2 separate regions of the Oryctolagus cuniculus genome follow, and region 1 is linked to region 2. Evidence: chromatin contacts called from public Hi-C data. All regions are on one chromosome and are shown on one strand. Each heading gives the region's core, a stretch centred on a gene start, on an enhancer-like site or on the middle of the called end of the contact. The rest is flanking DNA. Distances are from core to core; before and after follow the strand shown.

Evidence for each region. A called contact is a pair of places that touch in the nucleus more often than the background predicts.
Region 1: a Hi-C map of psoas muscle shows a contact between it and region 2, with 3 times the contacts expected there. The contact joins the promoter of TNFRSF19 here to the enhancer-like site in region 2. A contact is called at or near these places in 2 of 6 Hi-C or Micro-C datasets (ear pinna and psoas muscle).

The regions. Positions count from the first base shown.
Region 1 is chr9:94,337,431-94,342,678 of mOryCun1.1, reverse strand. It overlaps TNFRSF19 (TNF receptor superfamily member 19), which reads right to left and starts at 3,765. Exons shown (of 10, transcript XM_008259905.4): 1 at 3,263-3,765.
Region 2 is chr9:94,292,839-94,297,749 of mOryCun1.1, reverse strand. No RefSeq gene overlaps it. Among named protein-coding and RNA genes, the nearest start is that of TNFRSF19, 44 kb to the left of the region's middle. Within about 2 kb of position 1,974, at least 1 of the 8 cell types and tissues checked has an H3K27ac peak or open chromatin away from gene starts, as enhancers often do.

The DNA of each region.
Region 1 (5,248 bases), core at 2,516-5,015, 43 kb before region 2:
CTGATCTAACTTCCTACTAATAAGCCTAGGAGGCAGTGAAGTCCAAGTACTTGGGTTCCTGCCACCCAAGTGGGAAACCCAGATGGATTTCTTGGCTCTTGCTTCAGCCTTGTCCAGTCCTAGCTGTTGTGGGGATGTAGGGAATGAACCAACAGATGGAAGATCTTTCTCTGTTACTCTGCCTTTGAAATAAATATGCAAATCTTTTAAAAAAAAACATTCTTGGAAAATGGAATTAAAAGATACGTTTATTCTGGTGTAAAAAGATTTTGGAATCCAAGCATATGCGGTGTCTTCAAAAAATTCTTGAGAAACATTCATTACAAAAAGCTACACATAGGGGCCAGCACTGTGGCAAAGTGGGTAGAGCCGCCACCTGCAGTGCCAGCATCCCATATGGGCACTCGGTAGAGTCCTGGCTGCTCTAATCCAGCTTCCAATTAGCACTTCTAATCCAGCTCTCTGCTATGGCCTGAGAAAGCAGTGGAAGATGGCCCAAGTCCTTGGGCCCCTGCACCCTCGTTGGAGACCCAAAAGAAGCTCCTGGCTCCTGGCTCCTGGCTTTGAATTGGCTCAACTCTGGCCATTGTGGCCATTTATGGAGTGAACCAGTGGGTGGAAGACCTCTCTCTCTCTCTCTCTCCCTCTGCCTCTCAGTAACTCTGCCTTTCAAATAAATAAATAAATATTAAAAAAACCTATACATGGATTTCAAAAATTTTTTGCACCAAAATAGACAACTTTTTGTTCCAATTTCTAAGAATTTTTTGAAATCCTCTGGTGTATGTAACTCCAAATTGCATTGATTGCATTATTATTCAAATTATTTAAATATTGTAAATTCTGTACAGCAGTAATTGTATTTAAATAATTTAGAAATACAAATGCCAAAAAAAGAGGAAGCAATGAGACTACTCCAGTTGAGTAGCACATTTATCACGGAAATGAAGACAGCCACAGGAAGTAGCTATTTTTCTCTCCCACAGTGGCACTGACTCTGATCAGCTCCACGGTGTATTGTTTGAGAACTTGTTGGAAAATAACACACACAGTCAGTTGGAGAGAACACTGGACCAGGACTTGGAAAATTAGCCATGTGGCCTTCGTTCACGCCCATCCCTTCTCCATGTCTCAGTCTCCTCATCTGTACAATGGCTGTAAACATGGAATCTGTAAAAACCCTGGTCCTGCTTACTTTATGGAGATCTGATCAACCACCCCACTTCACATGAGAAAAACGAGGAGCAAAGTGACTCCCTTAAGGTCGCATAGCTAATCAGTGACAGAATCTGGAGGAGAAATAAAAGACTTTTGAAGACTTGGTCTTTCTGCACTAACAAAGCTGCCATTGAAGCAACAGATAGGAAAGTGCTTTGAAAATGTGTATAAGGTTTCATTCCATAGAAGTGTTCTGGAGTACCAGCTACTAAATCACTGTCAAGGTCATGGTGTGGCCATTAATTAATAAGTGTCTTTGAGATTGTACCTGCCCATCCAGCTGCAGCCATCTCTCCTTAGAATCAAATGCACTTTCATTTCTCAACAAAGACACAAGGAGTAAACAATTAACTGAATTAATTCAGACACTGAAGTGGATTTTCAAGGACTTGACTTGCCCAAGCTAGTTCACTACAAAGCCTAAATTCATCAGATAATTGCTAATTCTCCCCCTTTGTTTTGTGCTGCAGAGAGCTTATTTGTTAAAATGAACCTAGTAGTAGAACAAAACAGTCATTCAAAATATTTTTAAATCCCAAATCTGCACTAAATGAGCAAGTTCCAAGGTATGCTGTTTCTTTGGGCATCTTTAGTAATTATTTTAAAAGTGAATTTAAAAAATCTAAATGTGAACATTAATGTTGCTTTTAGGATTTCCACAGGACTTCTAAAGCAAATAAAGTTTTCAAAAAGCCAGGACATGATGAACATGATTTGTTGTCGGTAAAAAAAAAGTTTAAGCGTTCTCCTGGCATAACTAAAAACAACATTAAGCCTTTTAGATTAAATTCTTACTGACACCCTTTAAAAATACAGTCAGTTTGGCATGGTTTGAAATAATCTCTGTAACAGCTACCAAAGTTTTAAAATTAAGCAAACAATGCTAATTACCCTCCTCATAGTTGAAGGAAAGTCTAGAGAATAATGTAATTAATTGGCTCTGAAAAATTAATTACATATGAAATGAGACAGACTCATTAGATCTTTCCTGTTTCATCATAATTTCAGACTGGTTTTTATCATTTATGATTTCCTTGTGGTTCAGCTAGCATAAAATAGACTATTGTGATGCTAATTCAATATTTTCCCCCAAATAAACTTAGGACCAGAACATGAAAGCAAACCAATGTGAACATGGATTTCTCTCTTTTCCTCTGTACTGAGTTTTTGCATTTCATGTAAAGATTTTACTCTCTCTTTCTGTATCATTGAATTGACAAAGAAGTAAACAGTTAACTTTGAAATTCAACACAGCAATATAATTTGGTTTGGATGTGCAGCTCACTAACTCAAGTAAAAATGTTACTGAAATACTTTCTGTAACATAATAACTGTTGGTTACTCAGTTTTCAACTGTCACTATAACTTTAAAATAAATGTTCACTTATTAGTCTTGTAAATAAGGCTATGCTATTTCCAGAGGTTACAAAAAAATTCACTAGAGTATTTTTAGCCAAACTCAGTGTAACTTTACCCTCCTTATATTTAAATTCTTGGGTCTTACACATAAAAGGCTTTAATCATACTGAAATGCCTTTTCAGGGAATCCCTAGAGTATACAAACTGTATAAGGAAATGTATTTGATGGATTTACATCTTGGAGGTGAGAGAATAAATAAACTAAAGAAACGGCCCTGCTGTTACTCTTTTATGGGAGAAAATAAGAAAAGCATTCGTTTCAAGTGAAGTTCGGCTGTTTACTAAATAAAGCACCGTGTAAATACTTGGGGGCAATTATAGCTGGCAGATCTCAGGGGCCGAGGCACTCACTGGCTGCCTGCTAAAGTTAGCACTGCTCTGTTTTGTCCTGTCTGAACAACTCAGTTCCAAGTAACATTTGCACGACAGATCGCACGGCGTCCTGAACAAGCTACTAAAACCGCATCTTGTCTTCGACACACACACACACACACACACACACACACGCAGCATCACGTAGTGTCCGACTATGGAAATGCTGGTGCGTGGTCGATTAAAAATATGCCCCCTCCCCTCTTAGGACACGTGAGAACAGCAAAATGCGGTACCTGCAACGTGCACTCACCCTTCCAGCAACTCAGTCTCTCCTTGGCAGAGCGTCTACGCCGTCCCCCCAAAAAATGTGTGTCAGCACAAGCCCGGACGAAACTTCACATCCAGGAAAATGAAATTAACCATGCAGATCAAAGGCAAACGAGCTGAGAGATGAAATGCCTGTAATCTGATCAGTGATCAGTTGCTGAACATCAAAGACCGAGCTGAGTTCATGCATACGCTGGCTATCCTGAGAGTTCGCCCTGGGCAGGTAAGGGCCCTCCGGCCTCCCAGCCCGCACGGTCTTTTGTTAACCCGGGGTCACGCCGTCCTCCGCCTCTGCCCTGCAGCGAGGCCCTGCGGGTGGTTCGCCAGTGCCCGAGCTGAGTGGCCCGATCCGTAGCCTTTCGGTTCCCAAGCTGCGCGGTGGATTGTGTGTTGGAAGCGTTTCCCAGTGCCAGCGGGCTCTGCCTTACCCCTTTCATCTCCCTGAGCTGCAGATCCCATGACATCATTCAGCGCCGCCGTGGGACTGGCAGGAGAGCTGGAATTCAGCCTGTGGGGGAGTGGAGCTGCAGAGGAACCAGCGCTCGCCTGATTGCTAATCATGTTAGACTATTGTGCCTCACGCAGGACAGTTTCTGTTATCTGTCTCTGACTGCAATGGACAGCCACTGCTGCGGGAAGTTCTTTGGGCGATAAGATCCTTGATAGATGGGGGTCCCAAATGACAGCGTTTAAAGGCCTTTTCACTGATAAAAATCACGCTTTCCCCGCAAAGACTGGTTGCCAGATTTTCAGAATAAATAGCAAACTAAGGCTGTCCCCTAAGACACCCAGACTACTCCGCCAGAGGATCAGGCTAACATTTTGTTGTTGTTATTGTTCCCAATGGGACGAGTATTTAAGGATTTCCAGTAAACTGTCTCTTCCTTGAAATGTAAACTATTAAGACCTGACTACCAACCAAGCAGAGGTGTTCTCATTAAAGTGGTTAAGCAGTAGATTGGGCAGTTCATCAAACAGCCGCTGACTTCTCCCTTCCTGCATATCCAGAGGCTGTATTCGAAGTTAATCTCCTTTCTACTTTGGGATTTGGGAAACTAGATTTTAACGTGTCTACATGTTAGTGGTAATTCATTAACACTTCTTGAGTATCTCCAAATTCACAAAAGAATCACACTGAGAAAAGCCCTCGTCTCAGGATCATAAGTCTGTGTTCCTGGCCTTTTAGAACCATTTCTCCCAAACTCACTAAAACAAAACAATAATAAATTAAAAAAAAAAAGCCACACCACCTTAGCCTAATTGTCCATATTTTAAAATTAAATCTAATGCACATTATCTAGGACCTCTTATGATTTTTCCTTAATAATTACAAATTTAATTAAAAGGTATTTTGTTTTCAGTATTTAATAAAATAAAAGATAAGAAGAAATTTCATCTTCTTTGCAGTGCAGGATCCAGGGCATTTCTGAATTCCAGACTGTTCTGGAAGGAGGGAAAATTCTCTATTTTATAATGGAAACATCAGCTTTTAGAAGGTCAGTTAAAATATTTTTTGCAAAACTTAGAGCACAGAATTTAACCTTTCTTTGTGTAAATGTCCTTCCCTAATTGGTTTCATCTGATGTTTCCTGATGTGATATTTGAAAATGTAGTTTACGGTGTGTTTATTTCCAGATTTCTATGATTCCTGAAAAAAATTAAATAGCAAAATATTTGGTTTGCATGGCTCATGGGTTCAGTATAACACTTAAACAGTCTAATCTTCAGGGTTTCTTTTATAATTTTTCCACCTGTTAGATCGTGTCTCAAAGATGCACAGAGCTCAGATGGCGTCGATACTGGCAGGTGTGATGCTTTATGACTTCCTCGAAGCTGACTGGGAAAGACCCTGTGACACCTGGATGCCAAGTTTCTTGGGCTCCTTGAACTCACGAATACACAAAAATATTTGCAAGGACAAAATATTTCCCAGAGGCCAGCTGCCCATTTCTTTTCAGAGGTAGTCTAA
Region 2 (4,911 bases), core at 725-3,224:
AGTGGGTAAAGCCGCCGCCTGCGATGCCAGCATCCCATATAGGCTCTGATTTGAGTCCTGGCTGCTCCACTTCTGATCCAGCTCCCTGCTAATGTGCCTGGGAAAGCAGTGGAGGAAGGCCCAAGTGCCTGGGTTCCTGCTTTCACGTGGGAGACCTGGAAGAACCTCCTGGCTCCTGGCTTTGGTCTGGCCCAGCCCCTGTCATTGTGGCCATTTGGGGAGTGAATCAGAAGACAGAAGATCTCTCTCTCTCCCTCTCTCTTCCTCTGTGTAACTATGACTTTCAAAAAAATAAACCTTTAAAAAAAGCTAATGGTTCTGACATTTTTCAGTTGTAGACTTCTTTGACCCTCGGTATCCTTGTCAAAGATAATAGTCATTGTCATCATAGTAATAATGATAATGGTATCTGTTTTGCTATCTCAATTCTAGGCTCACAAGATCTAAAATGTTGGAAAGTGCTTTGCCTTCTGTTAAGAACTACACAAACTCTCTATATAATATTAGCAAAAGCGATATTGTAGAGGTCACTTTTCCTTTTCATTTGAGAGTGGAGGTAGGGAGATGAGCAAACTCCCATTCCTGCTTCACTCCCCAAATGCCACCCAAGAGCCAAGTCTGGGCCAGGGTCAAAGCTGAGTGCAGGGAATTCAATCTGAGACTCCCAGTGGGTAGCAGGAACCCAACTGCGGGAGCTGTAACTGCGGCCTCCTTGGGTCTGCATTAGTAGGAAGTTGGAGTCAGGACCAGAGCCAGGAATCAAATCCAGGTTCTCTGATGTCAGACATGGTGGGGGGAAGGGGTCTTCTCTGGCAGACCAAACACTGGTGTCCCATCCTTTACTTTAAAAACTCTCTATATAAAGTTAAACCATATCACAATTTTGATTATGAAAACTTGTGGTTAATAGGAAATCTGACTGTTTCTCTCTACTTTAAGCATTTTAATGTGGAAATACAAAATGAGAAACATGGAAGAGTCCCAAGGCCAACCGCTCTCGGCAGCTGCAGTCACCAACCCCTGATGCCTTCCCGTCCACCACGGGAGCCGCGTCACTGCGAAGACAATCCCTGGCTTTGGAACCCAAGGCCTGGTAGAGGTGGAGGTAGCAGGTGGTAGTCTAAGAGCAGAAGAGTTTTGCGTGTCACGTCAATGTTCTTGTGCGCCTGCAAGAATACTTCCTTCCAGGTGGAGGGACGAGACAGCGCTCACTTCGTTCTCTGCCCCAGTCCAGTTCCCTAAGAGGGGATAAGGGTCTCCAGGGCCACCCAAGACCTGCTCTTTGCCACCAGCAGCACCAGCTGGAGGGAAAAGGTGCTGGAAACCCACAAGCCTGGAAGTGGAATGGGCTCAGGTCCACACTCTATTTGATGTGTTGATCCTCTACTTTGTATGCATCCAGTTGGACTCCTCTATATTCCTAGATGTTCCTTGCATGTGTGTGGGCTTTTAATCCCATTATTCTCTTTTGGCAGAAGGAGCCTAGAGATTGCCTTTGACAGGTAGTTTGTAAAAATCCCAAGGATTGCAAGAATGGGCATGGTAGTCAAATAATCATAGAGTGTCTTTAAGGAAAATGATTACAAAACAAACAAATCCATGCATTAAAGCAGTAGGAAAGATTAAAGATTGAAAGAATTCACTGTGCAGTGAGAGAATTTTGGAACTGCTACATTGTACTTAGCGCTCCCGAACATGAAAATTACCACCATCAGGTTTCAGTCCTGAGCCAGAGGCTTCAAAAGTGTTTTGGCAATACTGTTCCATCTCAACCCACAGTCATTCTATTGCTCTTTCCTGCTTTTGAGTGAAACAGGATTGTCCTGTGCCATCTTGAACAGCTCTGAAGTAACTTTCCAGAAATGGTTGGTGAAATAAGATGCTGTTTACTGGAGCTTTCCAACAAGAGACTTCATAACCTTTAAATAGCACGGCCTTTGAAGTGAGGCCCTGATGGATGTCTCCAAGGAGGTGAGGAATGAGGTTGTAAACAGCTCATTGAAGCAGCGTCTGTGATGTCAGTCCATCCTCTCATCTGAAGATAATGGACTGAAAGACAAGAGAAAAAAAATCTGCTTTTAAATTTTTTTCACTTGTGTGTGGTATGGCTACACACACGCACATGCACACTCAATTTTGTGCTCGAGTACGATAAGCACATGAAACCTCCTGGGCCAGGCCTTATCCTTGTTATTATTTTTGGTTCCATTTCACCTGATGAGATAACCAAATCCTGGAAAGGTTGAACAACTTGCCCATAACCCAGTTCACTCTCCACGCAGGGAAAACACGCAGATGCTCTGGCTCTCTGCAAGGCAAGGCTAACCTCACAGGATAGATTGAGCCATAGTGAGCATTTGCTAAATGAAGGTGGTGACTGAGCTGCTGTGTTTTCTGTCTCCTGAGGTTCTCCGGAGTGGGGGGGAGGGTGCTTCCCAGAAAGCCACAGTCAATTAAAAAAAATCCCCTCGGGGTTTGAAAGGATCTACCTGGACTGCCATAGGCCTGCCAAGGACACCCCGGGTAGCAACAACACTGTGCTAATGGGGATGACCTCACCTGACCACATCCTGTCACAGAACTCTGGCCACCGTGGTGGAGGTGAGGCTCCTGGAGCGACAATGACTTTTGTTGTCCCTATGCACTGAGTTTGCCACAAACCAGTAAGTGGAGCTACCCGTGCTGTTCTGAGCAAGTGTCCTGGGGGCAGCGTCTCTCCGTGTTGGCCATTTTCAGTTCAGGAAGGCAAGACAACCTGGTAATGCAGTGTGGATTTCCTTGCATTGTGCCTCATTTCCTACACACCTACATCATGGCTTGGCCAGAGTGGGTTCCACATGGTTTCATGTGTCTACGCTGGAGGAGGTAAACCAGATGCCTCCAGGTCAGGAGGGATTTGTTTGACCCACATAATGTTGACTGTCTTATGTTTAATTTTTTTAAACTTGAGTTTGTTATAAGGTTTAATATTTGCATATATATCTGCATGATGGTTTTCTCTGAAAACTCGAAAAGATGTGACTGTATGGACACCATTGGCTTGATGCTAGCTGGCCTGCTAAGATGTGGTGGCCATGGGTTACTTCCCTGTTGTTTCTCACCCAGTCAGCTGCAGGTGTGCCTGGTGCCCACAGGTGTGTGTGTGTGTGTGTGTGTGTGTGTGCGTGTGTCTTATCCCTGTCCCTCTTGCAGCATGTGATACCAGGGACCCCTCGTTTCATCTGATGTGGCAGGATCCGCTCTCCATGACCTCTCTGTTTTCATCTTTCTCCTATTCTTTAAATGGAGGTGTCTACCAGGGAGGAAATCTATCCTTGGTCTTTTCTTTCCTTTCTTTCTCCACTCTTCCTTGGGACTTCCAAGATCTCCATGATTTAAGCTAACGGCACTTCAGAAATTATATTTATATCTGTTGATCAACTGGACGGAATAGCACCAAGCCCAAGTACCGAGATGAAAAATGAGACTGCTACTTTCCAAAGCAGTTCAGGAGACGGCTGTGTAAACAAACAGTGCAATTGGATACATGCTGCGAGGGAGGGTACAACGCAATGCTCTCACAGAGGAGGAAACCTTGAGCTGGCTTTTGAAGATTGAGTGGAAATTCACCCCTGAACCAAGGATCGATTTTGAGGATTTTTGATTCCCCTGTGTTTCAGGAATCATTTTTTTTAAAAGATTTATTTATTTATTTGAAAGTCAGAGTTAGAGAGAAAAGGGGAGAGAGAGAGAGAGAGAGAGAGCAAGAGCAAGAGAGAGAGAGATCTTCCATCCGATGGTTCACTCCCCAATTGGCTGCAATGGCCAGAGCTGTGCCTATCTGAAGCCAGGAGCCAGGAGCTTTTTCCTGGTCCCCCACGCCAGTGTATGGGCCCAAGGACTTGGGCCATCTTCTACTGCTTTCCCAGGCCACAGCAGAGAGCTGGATTGGAAGTGGAGCAGCCGGGTCTTCAACTGGTATCCATATGGGATGCCAGCGCTTCAGGCTGTGGCATTAACCCACTGTGCTACAGAGCCGGTCCCATCAGGAGTCATTTTAAACTGCACGCTGTACATCTCTACTTGGATGTTCCACCGGTAATCAGATTAAACACATCCAAATATGCTGTCTTCTAGCAGTCTCATCCATGTGTACTGTTCCTTCAAACACCACGCTTTTCTTTGGACTTTCTTGTTCTAGGGGCTGATGCCCCTGTCCTCCTGGTAACTCCCATGGGCACCTCCCTGATGGTCCTCTCTGACACTCGACGAGTTGTCAACTTCTGAGATTCTTCCCTTAATTGTTGTTAAATCCACACCCCTGTCCTCCAGTTGAGGTCACCAGTGCAGGATGTCCACAAAACAACCTCAGTACCTGTGTAAGTTCTCCCCTTGCTAGTGTCTCCTCTCTCTGCACACCTGCCATCAGCCTGCTTGGAGTTCCGCTCTGAAAACGTCAACCCCTTGCCATAAATGCTTAATACATATTAACTTATTCAATCGTCCCTCAAACCTGGGTGTTATTCTCCTTCCAGTAACGGGTCCAAGTTTACATGTGTAGCAGCTAGCACAGCAGGGACCTAAGTATGCCCAGTCTGATCCTGGAGCCCACCCACTTACGCAGCAGCTCGCATTGCTGGGTCCCATTCTTGTTCAAAAACCATCCTGACTCCCATGTACTTCTCAAATCCTGTATCAGTCTCTGCATTTGAGTCCAACTACGCGTTTCCTCCTATTATGTAGTGAACTCCTTCAAGGCTGACAACAGTGCTTGTTCAGTCTTTTCTCTCCTAGGGGCTGAGCTTGGTGACTTCTATTTGTCTATACTTACTGAGTAATATGGGTAATATGACAAAATGGTTTGTGGGCTCTGATATCACTTGGATCATGCATTTGATGAACTTAATGCAAAAGTTGGGTAGAAAAAGGAGG